Linked DNA regions of Mus musculus: region 2 is linked to region 1. A link is a contact called in public HiChIP or PLAC-seq data. All regions are on one chromosome and are shown on one strand. Each heading gives the region's core, a stretch centred on a gene start, on an enhancer-like site or on the middle of the called end of the contact. The rest is flanking DNA. Distances are from core to core; before and after follow the strand shown. Region 1 has its middle 16 kb from the start of Gm30044. Region 2 overlaps Itga10 (integrin, alpha 10).

What was found. HiChIP or PLAC-seq counts read pairs in DNA pulled down with a chosen protein or histone mark.
Region 2: a contact with region 1 is called in a FOXA1 HiChIP or PLAC-seq map of pancreatic cancer cells. The contact joins two enhancer-like sites. A contact is called at or near these places in 1 of 39 promoter capture datasets (liver) and 1 of 115 datasets of contacts at active chromatin or transcription factors (pancreatic cancer cells).

What each region holds. Positions count from the first base shown.
Region 1 is chr3:96,085,705-96,090,709 of GRCm38.p6, forward strand. No RefSeq gene overlaps it. Among named protein-coding and RNA genes, the nearest start is that of Gm30044, 16 kb to the right of the region's middle. Within about 2 kb of position 2,272, at least 55 of the 459 cell types and tissues checked have an H3K27ac peak or open chromatin away from gene starts, as enhancers often do. A contact at or near this core is called in pancreatic cancer cells, where this site is marked.
Region 2 is chr3:96,661,571-96,666,575 of GRCm38.p6, forward strand. It overlaps Itga10 (integrin, alpha 10), which reads left to right. Exons shown (of 30, transcript NM_001302471.1): 28 at 254-349; 29 at 1,025-1,138; 30 at 1,395-2,949. The coding sequence ends at 1,460. It also overlaps the pseudogene Rpl21-ps11. Among named protein-coding and RNA genes, the nearest start is that of Ankrd35, 6.1 kb to the right of the region's middle. Within about 2 kb of position 2,116, at least 162 of the 459 cell types and tissues checked have an H3K27ac peak or open chromatin away from gene starts, as enhancers often do. A contact at or near this core is called in pancreatic cancer cells, where this site is marked.

The DNA of each region.
Region 1 (5,005 bases), core at 1,022-3,521:
TAACCATCTCTCTAGTCTTGTTTCCAATTTTTTTAAAAGTAAGTATGTTTATAGGTATATCCCTTTTTTGTCCACTGGTTGGTCTGTCTTAACTATTTGGAATAGTTAATAATAATAGTAGAAATAATATATAGAAATAATAATAGAAATAGAATAATAATAGAAAATACAGAGGCCATACCATGGTCAGGAATTGCGTTAAGCACATATACTAACTAATGCAGTCTACACAGAACTAATGACTACCAGCCCTATCCTTGTCTCTCAAGTGGTAGAGCTGAGACAGCAAGAGATTAAATAACCTCCCTAAGGCCAAATAAGTAAACGGTAAAGAGTCAAGACTCAGGTTCAGGCAGTAGGGACTGTCTCTTGACTGCTACACCCTATTAAAATAAAGATATTATGAGTTATGACTTATCTGGGTTTTGCATGTGCTTTTTATTTTCCTTGTGGATTCTGGTGCTTAATTTTTCTATTATAAGCATGCAGCTTAATAATCAGGAAAAGCACACTATTTTGTTTATAAAAACACTCCACATTTATTGTCTGTACGCGCTGCTTTGGGATCCTCTAACTGCTGCTCTGTAAATGAGAATTAGTTTATGTGACTTGCTGGCTGAAAGCTTAGGCCCAGAGGAATGAGAAATAAGAAGGTGAGTTTTACAGAGGTGGAGGGAGGTCAACAGGAGGAACCAGGCCTGCAGGCTCCCAGAATTCACTTAAGCTGGAATCAGCAAGCATAAATCAGTGAGCACAGGGCAGGGCCTGTCACTGAGAAAAGTCTGCTGTAGGCCTGGCCCTGGTCACCTAAAATATGGTGGCACATTCCTCTATCAAGTCACTTGACATGTTCTTTAATTTATTCAACAACTATCCTTTAGATTCTTCCTGTTAAGCCCAAGTGAAAAATACAATAATTTAGTAAGGGAGACAAGAAAGAAATACAATAATTACCAATACAAGGCTTTGAAAAGTTGAAGTAGGGCAGGGGGTGGTTGTGAGCTTTGCACTTTGCAAACTACGGCGCTTAGACGGCCGAGGAACCACGCAAAGGGCTGAGGCCTGAGAACTTTGAGTGGGGCTTGGAGACAGGAAAACGGAAGGGCCAGAGCCGAGTGACGTGGACTCTGGACGCTGGAGGCTAGGGTTGGAAACAGGCAGCTACAATGAAGCTGAATCAGAACACCATGCTAGTGGGCAAGAAGGTGGTCCTGGTACCCTACACCTCCGAGCACGTGCCCAGGTACCACGAGCGGATGAAGTCAGAAGAATTGCAGCATCTGACAGCCTCAGAGCAGATGACCCTACAGCAGGAGTATGAGATGCAGTGTAGCTGGTGTGAAGATGAAGACAGTGAGGAGGCCCCCACCCCAGGCAGCCTCCACCCTCCCTTTCTCTCACTCCTCAGCTGCTGCCCCTCCGGGGGCATCACTAAGCTATGATGGTGACAAGTTTGGAGGTTGCTCATACTTGAACTGCTTAGTGAAGTGATCCCCACGGCTGACTCCTTTTTCCTGGGCTTGGAGGGATTTAGAGAAAATAAAACAATTTGATTTCTAAAAAAAAAAAAAAGAAAGAAAAAAAAAAAAAAAAAAAAGAAAGAAAAGTTGAAGTAGAGAGGGAGAGCTGTTTATCTAATATTCGAAAGTGGAGGGGTGGGTGGGGAGGTAGAGTCTCATCAGCCCTGACTGCCCTGAAGTCTTCAGTGTATACCAACATGACTCATGATGACTCTGACTTCTGGGATCCCAGGCCTGGCCACGCCCAGATGATCCTATATTCTTTACTTCCTGTCAAGTCTTACAGCTCAGAGATCAATTAATGAGACAGTTCCTACCTTCATACAGTTTATACTCTAAAATTGAGACAGAGAAATAAGTATGACTTAGCCCAGAAAAGAAAAAGAACTCTCAGGGTCAGTTTACAACCTGATGAAAACAGAATTCTCAAACTGCACAAAATAGCACCCAAAAAGATTATTACAGGCCATCCTTTCTTATGAATGAAAGCACAAAGTCTTAAATATCAGGAATTCAGTGAGTGACTTATTGTGACCAGATTGTAGAAATGGTTTACTATCAATCTTAGAAAGTCTCTAAGTAAAATTCACTATACCCTTTAGATAGTAGAGGAGTTAAGATACATGCTATCTCAAAAGAAAAATTAGAAAAGATTTGAATCTGGCTGTGATGGACCATGACTGTAATCCCAGAACTGAGGAGGTAATGTGGGTGGAGGAGGGCGATCGTCCCTGCAAGCATCATGGCCAGCAGGGACATGGCCAGCAGGGACACTGACTGCATGAGGCATGAGCAAGAAGGAAAGTCCGCTCAGTATGACTTAGTCATCTGGTGTTGGCTCAAACTTCTGGAGTCTGACACTGGGCGGTTTTTTTTAGACATCTTTAAGTACAGTACAATTTTGGAAAACAGTTTTCTGGTAATAATTATTCCTTCCCATGTGCATACTAAAGCTTAAAGGGTGAATATCTTGAAACTCTTTTGCAAAGTACATGTGGCCTCTAACCATGCAGATGGGTTCTACAGTTTAAGGGCCTAGGATTTAGTGTGGTCTCTAACCAAGATAGTGTAGAAGTCTCCAGGCTATAAAGTACATGTGACATCTCCCCCAAGGATGGGTCCTATTGGCCAAGAAGCAAAACTAAAGATAAATGTCTAGGGAGGAAGAGTCTGGGATAAACATTCTGGGAGATTGGGGTGGGGCCTGGCCCTACACAAAGGTCACCAGGTCATTAACAACATCCACTCTCAGCCTTCCGAGTGGAAACCAGGTACATATCTCCTCCATTGAGGAGACAACCCTGTGTGAGTGAAGTTCTTGGTTTTTCCAATGCGTATCTGTGAGCGCCTGTGCCTTTTACAGGTGAGAGCAGGAAACTCTAGATCAGGCATTCAGGATAATAATTATGACTACTACTACTAATAATATCCATTTAGTGGCAAGTTGAAGGCCAGGCAACCTAAGAACCTGTCTCCAAAAAAATCCACAATCCACAGGCACGGTGGCACATGCCTTGATCCCCACGCTCAGGAGGCAATGTGACAGTGTAAGAAGTGTACACATGAGAAACAAACATGTCTATTTGAAAATGACATAATGCACTACATGAAAAGGAACACAGATGAGCAAGGAATCAAAGCCCATCAGAGAAGACTGACATACCAAGGAGATAAAAATATTTGTAACATTTTAAATATTTATATGTATGTATGTATGTATGTATGTATGCATCCATAATGTTTGGATCAAATCTATTCCCTTTTCCTGCCTGTTCAGTTCCTCTCCTATCTGCTACCACTTTTCCCTTCCACCTTCATGTTCTCTCTCTCTCTCTCTGTTTCCCTCTTTCTCTCCCTCTCTCTCACTAAGTATATTTAGTGTGCCTGAATGTGCATGAATTTGGGACCAACATTTTTATTATTACATTGCATTGATATATTGATTGTGCGTGCGTGCGTGTGTGTGTGTGTGTGTGTGTGTGCTTTCGGGTATTCAAAAGGCCGCTTTTAGGAGTCAGTCAGTCAGTCCTCCTTTCCTATCATATAGGTCCTGAAGATTGAACTCAGGTTATTGGGTTCGCTGGGCTGTAGTTACCCCTGAGCCATTTTGCCTGCCCCAAACTGTTTTGCTATCCAGCAACTGCCACAAGCAGGGAGTCACTCTTTGCTTTAGGTGACCCCATTTCAACCAGACTGAAGAAGATCTGGAAACTTCAAGGTCACATAATCTATGGCCAGGGCAGCCTGGGTGAATACTGGATGCTTCCAGGAGGCTGGGTAATGCTGGTTGCGCGCTCTACCAGAGGATCAACTTCAACAACTACTACCCAGGTCACTTTAGGAAAGTTGGTATGAGGCATTACCACTTAACTGGTAACCTGACTAATCTGAGGACGGTGGTCAGTCTGCAGACATTGGTATGTGCCACCCAAAAAGGAGGCCAGTGCACTAACACTTTGACTGTGGGATCTGATGCTAAAAAACAGACATGGGGAATGTGAGTGTCAAGGCAGAAGCAGATAGATGTAGGAGATTGTTACGGGTTATGGGTCTCCTCCTCTTCCTTATCTTCTTTTATAGTGGTGGTGGCTGTTGCTGAGCATGGCATCCAGAGCCTTGTGCATGTAAGGCAAGTGCTCTATGCCTGGGAAGCAACCCTAGGGCTTTAATAAAAACCCATTAAAAGCTTTTTAGTATTCGAGGCCAGCCTGGACTATAGAGTGAGTTTCAGGACAGCCAGTGCTACACAGAGAAAGCCTGTCTCAAAAAACCAAAAAACCAAAAAAAAAAAAAAAAAAAAAAAAAGCTTTTTATTAAACTCATAACAATGTTCTAATCATCTGCAGAAGTAAATATTTCTGGTATCTTCGTGTAAGTGTTGAGTATTTGTATATGTATTTAGAAGAGGTCAACCTTAAAGTGTTGTTCTTGAGAACAACTGTCTACCTTATTTGTGTGGGATTTTTTTTTGTCTCATTTTTAAAAACTCTTCATTATATGTGCTGAGTATTTTGCTTGCATGTATGTACCATGAGCACCAGAAGAGGGCATCAGATCCTCTGAAACTTGAGCTATAGAGAATTGTAAGCTGTCATATGTGTGCTAGGACTTGAGCCCCAATCCTCTGTAGGAACAGCAAATGCTCTTAACAGTTGAGCCATAGATAGGGTCTCTCATTGGTTTGGAGTCTGATGCTTTATCTATGCTCATTGAGCACATGCCCTAGAGATCTTCCTATCTCTCTGTCACCCCATCTCTAGGATTTTACGTGAGCTCCACCATGTCCAGCCTTTGTACGTGGAAGCAAACTTGGGTCTTCATGTTTGTGTAGCAAGCACTTTAAAGAGTGAACTTTCTCCCTTGTTCTTTTTCTGCATATTCATGAGACAGAACAGAGCTAAGCTTCCCAACTTACCATCAATGCAACCGTTTAGCTAATGTTACAGAAATGGCTGATGTGTGGAGGTTATTAATATGCAACTCTA
Region 2 (5,005 bases), core at 866-3,365, 580 kb after region 1:
GAGATGCTTGACTATGTCACCATCCCAACTGCAACCAGATCTCTGGGCACAGTCACCAGCTTCTGAATACACAGTGCACAAAACCATCCCTCCCGACAGTTTCCCTTCCTCTTTCCCCATCCATTTCCAACAGCATCTTATGGTCTTCGGGGCCCTGGTAACTGTGCCCACGGAACTTCAGCCTTGCTCTTGGGGTTCTATACTACCAGATGATGGCTCAGTTTAAATGGTTTCCTAACTGCTCATTCCACAGGCCAAGTTCAAGTCTGTGACAGTGGTCAGCACCTTCAAGTTAGGAACTGAGGAGGGCAGTGTCCTACTACTGAATGAAGCCTCCCGCTCGAGTGAGGTAGGGTGGAGCTGGGAAGAGTGGCAATGGGTTGGGAAAAGGATGGCCCTTCTCTCCCTCTTATTTTTCAACTTAGCTTTTAAAATCTATGTGTATTACCTGCAAGCAAGTGAGCCGTGAGTAGAGGTCAGAACCTCTTAGTTCTGGATCCCCCGGAACTAAGATGATTTTGAGTCACCATATGGGTGCTGGGAACCAAACCTGCAACCTTTTTGCAAGAGCAACAAGTGCTTTTAGCCATGGCGCCATCTCTCCTACCCAACAATGGGATTTTTCAGAGCAAAATTATATCCACTCGACAGTCCACCAGGCAGGGGTCCAACAGTCAGAAGTGGCGGTTCCATGAGTCTTGCTTCTTGCTTCAGTGTTTTTAAGTAGGAAGAAGTTTTGGTTTTTTGCTTTATTTATTTATTTTTTACTCTATTTAGGGCTGGCTTTGTTATAATGTTGACTGAGGCTGAGTTAAAGGGCAGACATAAAACACAGGTCAGGGGTGGTGATGCCTGCCTGTAATTCAAGTACTGGGGAGCTGAGAGAGGAGGCTTGCCATGAGCTGAAGGCTGGCCTGGGACATGAAATAAAAATGCCTCAAACACAAGCAAACAAACCAAGCCACAAAAAGCCACCTCAAAAGCCAAGCAAGAAAAGACAAAACAAACTCTCCTTGCTATGCAGAGTCACTTGGAGGTGATTCAGACCCACCCGACCCTCATCTCCCTGTGGATCCTCGTTGGCAGTGTCCTGGGGGGGCTGCTCCTGCTTGCTCTCCTTGTCTTCTGCCTGTGGAAGGTAAGGCCAGCATCTTATTCTGTTGGAAAGAAAGGACAGGCTCTGTGTTAGTTAGGATGGGGCTAGGGGGCTGCCATGTTCAGCTCTCCTTGACTCTGTCCCACAAATGATGGTTGAATCAACCTAAGCCAAATAAAATAAATCTGAATCTCATTTTTGGAAACAGAACAGAAGCGAAGACCTCAGATAAGCGAGGGCTATTGGCAAGGCCCCCAGCCGGGACATCTGGCAATGACTGGTATCTTTTCCTCTATAGCTTGGCTTCTTTACCCGTAAGAAAATCCCCAAAGAAGAAGAAAGTGAGGAGAAGTTGGAGCAGTGACTGACTGACTGCAGGAGGCTCAGAAGCCCACTTTGGCAGCCTTTTCAAGAGACTCTGTATCCAAAGGAGGCTTGGAGGCTCAAAGGGGAAAAGATGCTGCCAGCATGTGTCTCCAGGCCTGCAGCCTGACTTGACTTTTGAGCCATGGCGATGCTTCTGGCAAGAGATGAAGCTTTGCCTTAGCTGAGAAGGGCTGGCACCAAAACACATAATATCCTCACCCTGTGCGTCCCCCTTCCCGACGGCTTCCACAGCTAGCACAGGTTCTTTGTTTTGGACCCTATCTTCCCCATTACCAGGAGTCAAATGATTTTGCTCCCGACTCTCCTTGCAGATTCCCTTTGTCCCCCTCTCAATTCCAAAAAGAAGGTTATCCTCCGCCCCGCCCCCCCCCCCCCCCCCCCGCACACGCGTACACACTCTCTCACCTTCCTGCCTGCTCCCCACTCCACAGGAGAGAGCTGACGTTGGCTTAAAAGAAGTAAAAGTCAACATCTGCTGCTTTCCCGTGGAGTCCTGTGATTCATAGATCTGGGTGGGGAGAGTCAACAGGAAAAAAGGAGGGAGGAGAAAAAGCCACAAGAGACATTCTGTACAATTCCAGGGCACAGAGAATCCTTCAGACCGGCAACTGCCAGCCGGCTGAAACCTGAGACTTCACAGTACTCCGCCCTCAGGTGCTAGGGAAACCCAGCTGCCCCCAGGCTCTCCGGGCTGAGGCATCCCAACCCTCATCCTTCTCTGGGAGCAAGGCCAGGACTTGATGCTAAAATTTCCGGAGCCAGAGGCCCCCAAGTGGTTCAAGCTGGGATAGCAGGGGAGCTTGGTGACAATTTTCTCCATTTACTCTTCGGGGCTTTCGTAACTGAAAGCTTCACGGTGGCAGGAAGAAGCCCTTTCACCGCACCAGGTTTGGGTAACAACAGCCCCCTGAGATAGATCCAAACAAGCGGGAATCTGCATCTGGGAGGAAGCCTACATGGTTGGCATCAGGTGTCTGGAGAGTAAGCACCTTCTTGCCCAGTGTTGGCGCTATAGCGGTGATAGCCTGGGAAGACCATTCTGAGACTCCTGTCATGTGCTGTAGGTGTCTCTGCTGCAGTGAGTTTTTCAGCCCTTTCTTGATCACCTTTTCTGGAAATTGCGTGTTGACTAAACCCTCTCCCTTTTGTCCTATGTTTTGGTTCATGGGTAAGTGTAATTCTCATAGTAACGGGGAAACTCGTTGTTTATTGTAATTAAGACTTTTGAACAGCAAAGACAGTTTCTGATCTCCATAGTTTAGCTCTGACAGAGGCCCTCTTAGACTGTGATGAGAGGAAATCTGATTGAGCAGTTGACCAGCAGCCAGAGAACCGGTCTTCCCAGGCTGTTCTGAGTCTGCTTGCAATGTTTATTTTGGTGTCTCTGGTCTTCTGCAGAGAGTCCCTCCTGGGGACTGTCATGGTGAGCAAATGGTCAGAACAAATAAAATCCAGTTATCAAATGACTTCTGGCTCTGTTTGAGTTTCCTGGGATATAGAGTGCCCATGGATAGTGTTTGCAGCATTTTAATACAGCAACATGGCTGCCCTGAAAAGGATCGCATCCAAAGACCTTCTAGATCCCTGTGATCTGGATGGAATACTGACATGCCTTACTCCCAGGAGACAGAGGCAAGCAGGTCTCTAAGTTCAAGGCTAGTCTAGTATAGAGTAAGTCCCAGGTAAAGAAAAGTTAAGATCCAGGCATGGTGGTACACACCTTTAATCCCAGCACTCGGCAGGCAGAGGATGCAGATCTCTGAGTTCTGTTTAGTCAAGTCAGTGAGTGCAGTTCATTTGAATTGGGAATCCAGTGAGTTGAGAGGCAGGTCAGTTTGTAGAATTCAGAGGTGGTTTTTGGTTGTTTGTTTGTTTGGTTGGTTGGTTGGTTGGTTTTTTTTCAAGACAGGGTTTCTCTGTATAGCCCTGGCTGTCCTGGAACTCACTCTGTAGACCAGGCTGGCCTGGAACTCAGAAATCCACCTGCCTCTGCCTCCCAAGTGCTGGGATTAAAGGCATGCACCACCACCACCCGGCCAGAGGTGGTTTTTTAAGGAACAGTTTTACAGGGACAGGTTGCAAAGAGAACACGGTAGTAGGCATTGGTGAAGACAGAACAGGCCAAAGAATGAGAAGGAACCAGAAGATTAGATTGCTAGAGTTAGTTTGAGGCCAAGTAGAGAAATTCATTGAGAAGCTAAGAGAAGTCCGATTAAAGCCGGGCGTGGTGGTGCACGCCTTTAATCCCAGCACTCGGGAGGCAGAGGCAGGCAGATTTCTGAGTTCGAGGCCAGCCTGGTCTACAAAGTGAGTTCCAGGACAGCCAGGGCTACACAGAGAAACCCTGTCTCAAAAAACCAAAAAAAGAAAAACCAAAAAGAGAAGTCCGATTGAATCAGTCAGCTTGGAGAGGGGTTTGAGCCAGAACAGCTGAGCTGACCCAGCCAGCCAGAGTTCAGAAAGTGCTAGAAAGGGTTAAAGGGTGAGCTTGTTCAGAAGTAAGCCTTCAAGACAACAATTACAGCAGGTGAATAAACATTACTTTTACAATTATTGTGAATGTTTTCTGTGACTCTTCTTTCCCAGGAGATCTGCTCCATCATCCCACAATCCTCACCAGCTTCCGGGACCGTTTAAAGTTTCCTGAGAAAAACACACAGACCTGGATTGAAGTCTGTGCCTTTCATTTGTTGCCATATCATCTTGAACAGTTCATAATTTCTTGGAGGTTCAGATAACACCAAGAAATTCTGGCTTGGTGGTGGTGGTGGTGGCGGCGGTGGACACCTTTAATCCCATTACTTGGAGGCAGAGGCAGATGGATCTCTGAGTTTGAGGCCAGCCTTATCTACAGAGAGAGTTCTAGAACAGCCAGGGCTACACAAAGAAGTCCTGTCTTGGGGCTGGCGAGATGGCTCAGTGGGTAAGAGCACCCGACTGCTCTTCTGAAGGTCCGGAGTTCAAATCCCAGCAACCACATGGTGGCTCACAACCATCCATAAAGAGATCTGACTCCCTCTTCTGGAGTGTCTAAAGACAGCTACAATGTACTTACATATAATGAATAAATAAATCTTTAAAAAAAAAAAAAAAAAAAAAAAAGGAAGTCCTGTCTTAGAAACAACAGAGATAGATAGATAGATAGATAGATAGATAGATAGATAGATAGAGGTAGGTGAGATGAGAGAGAGAGAGAACTTATAGCACAGTAGTATAGTTTAGGATAGGATAGGATAGGATAGGATAGGATTTGGGCATGTAGGCCATGCAGTTTCAAACGTACGTGACCTGAGTCAGATTTAACATCTGCCCCAGCCTTCTCATGTTTAGAGGACTAAATGAGACCATCCAGGTAAGGCAACCATGTAGCAAATACTTAGTAAATAGTAACCATAATTACAAAAATATTTTTTCCCTGGTGCTGGTATTTTATTTCTTTGTGTCCATTAGGCCATGAATTCTTATGGAATGGGCTCCAACAGCTCAGGCTCTTTTCCATTAGTCCTCACAAAGTGTGCTTCT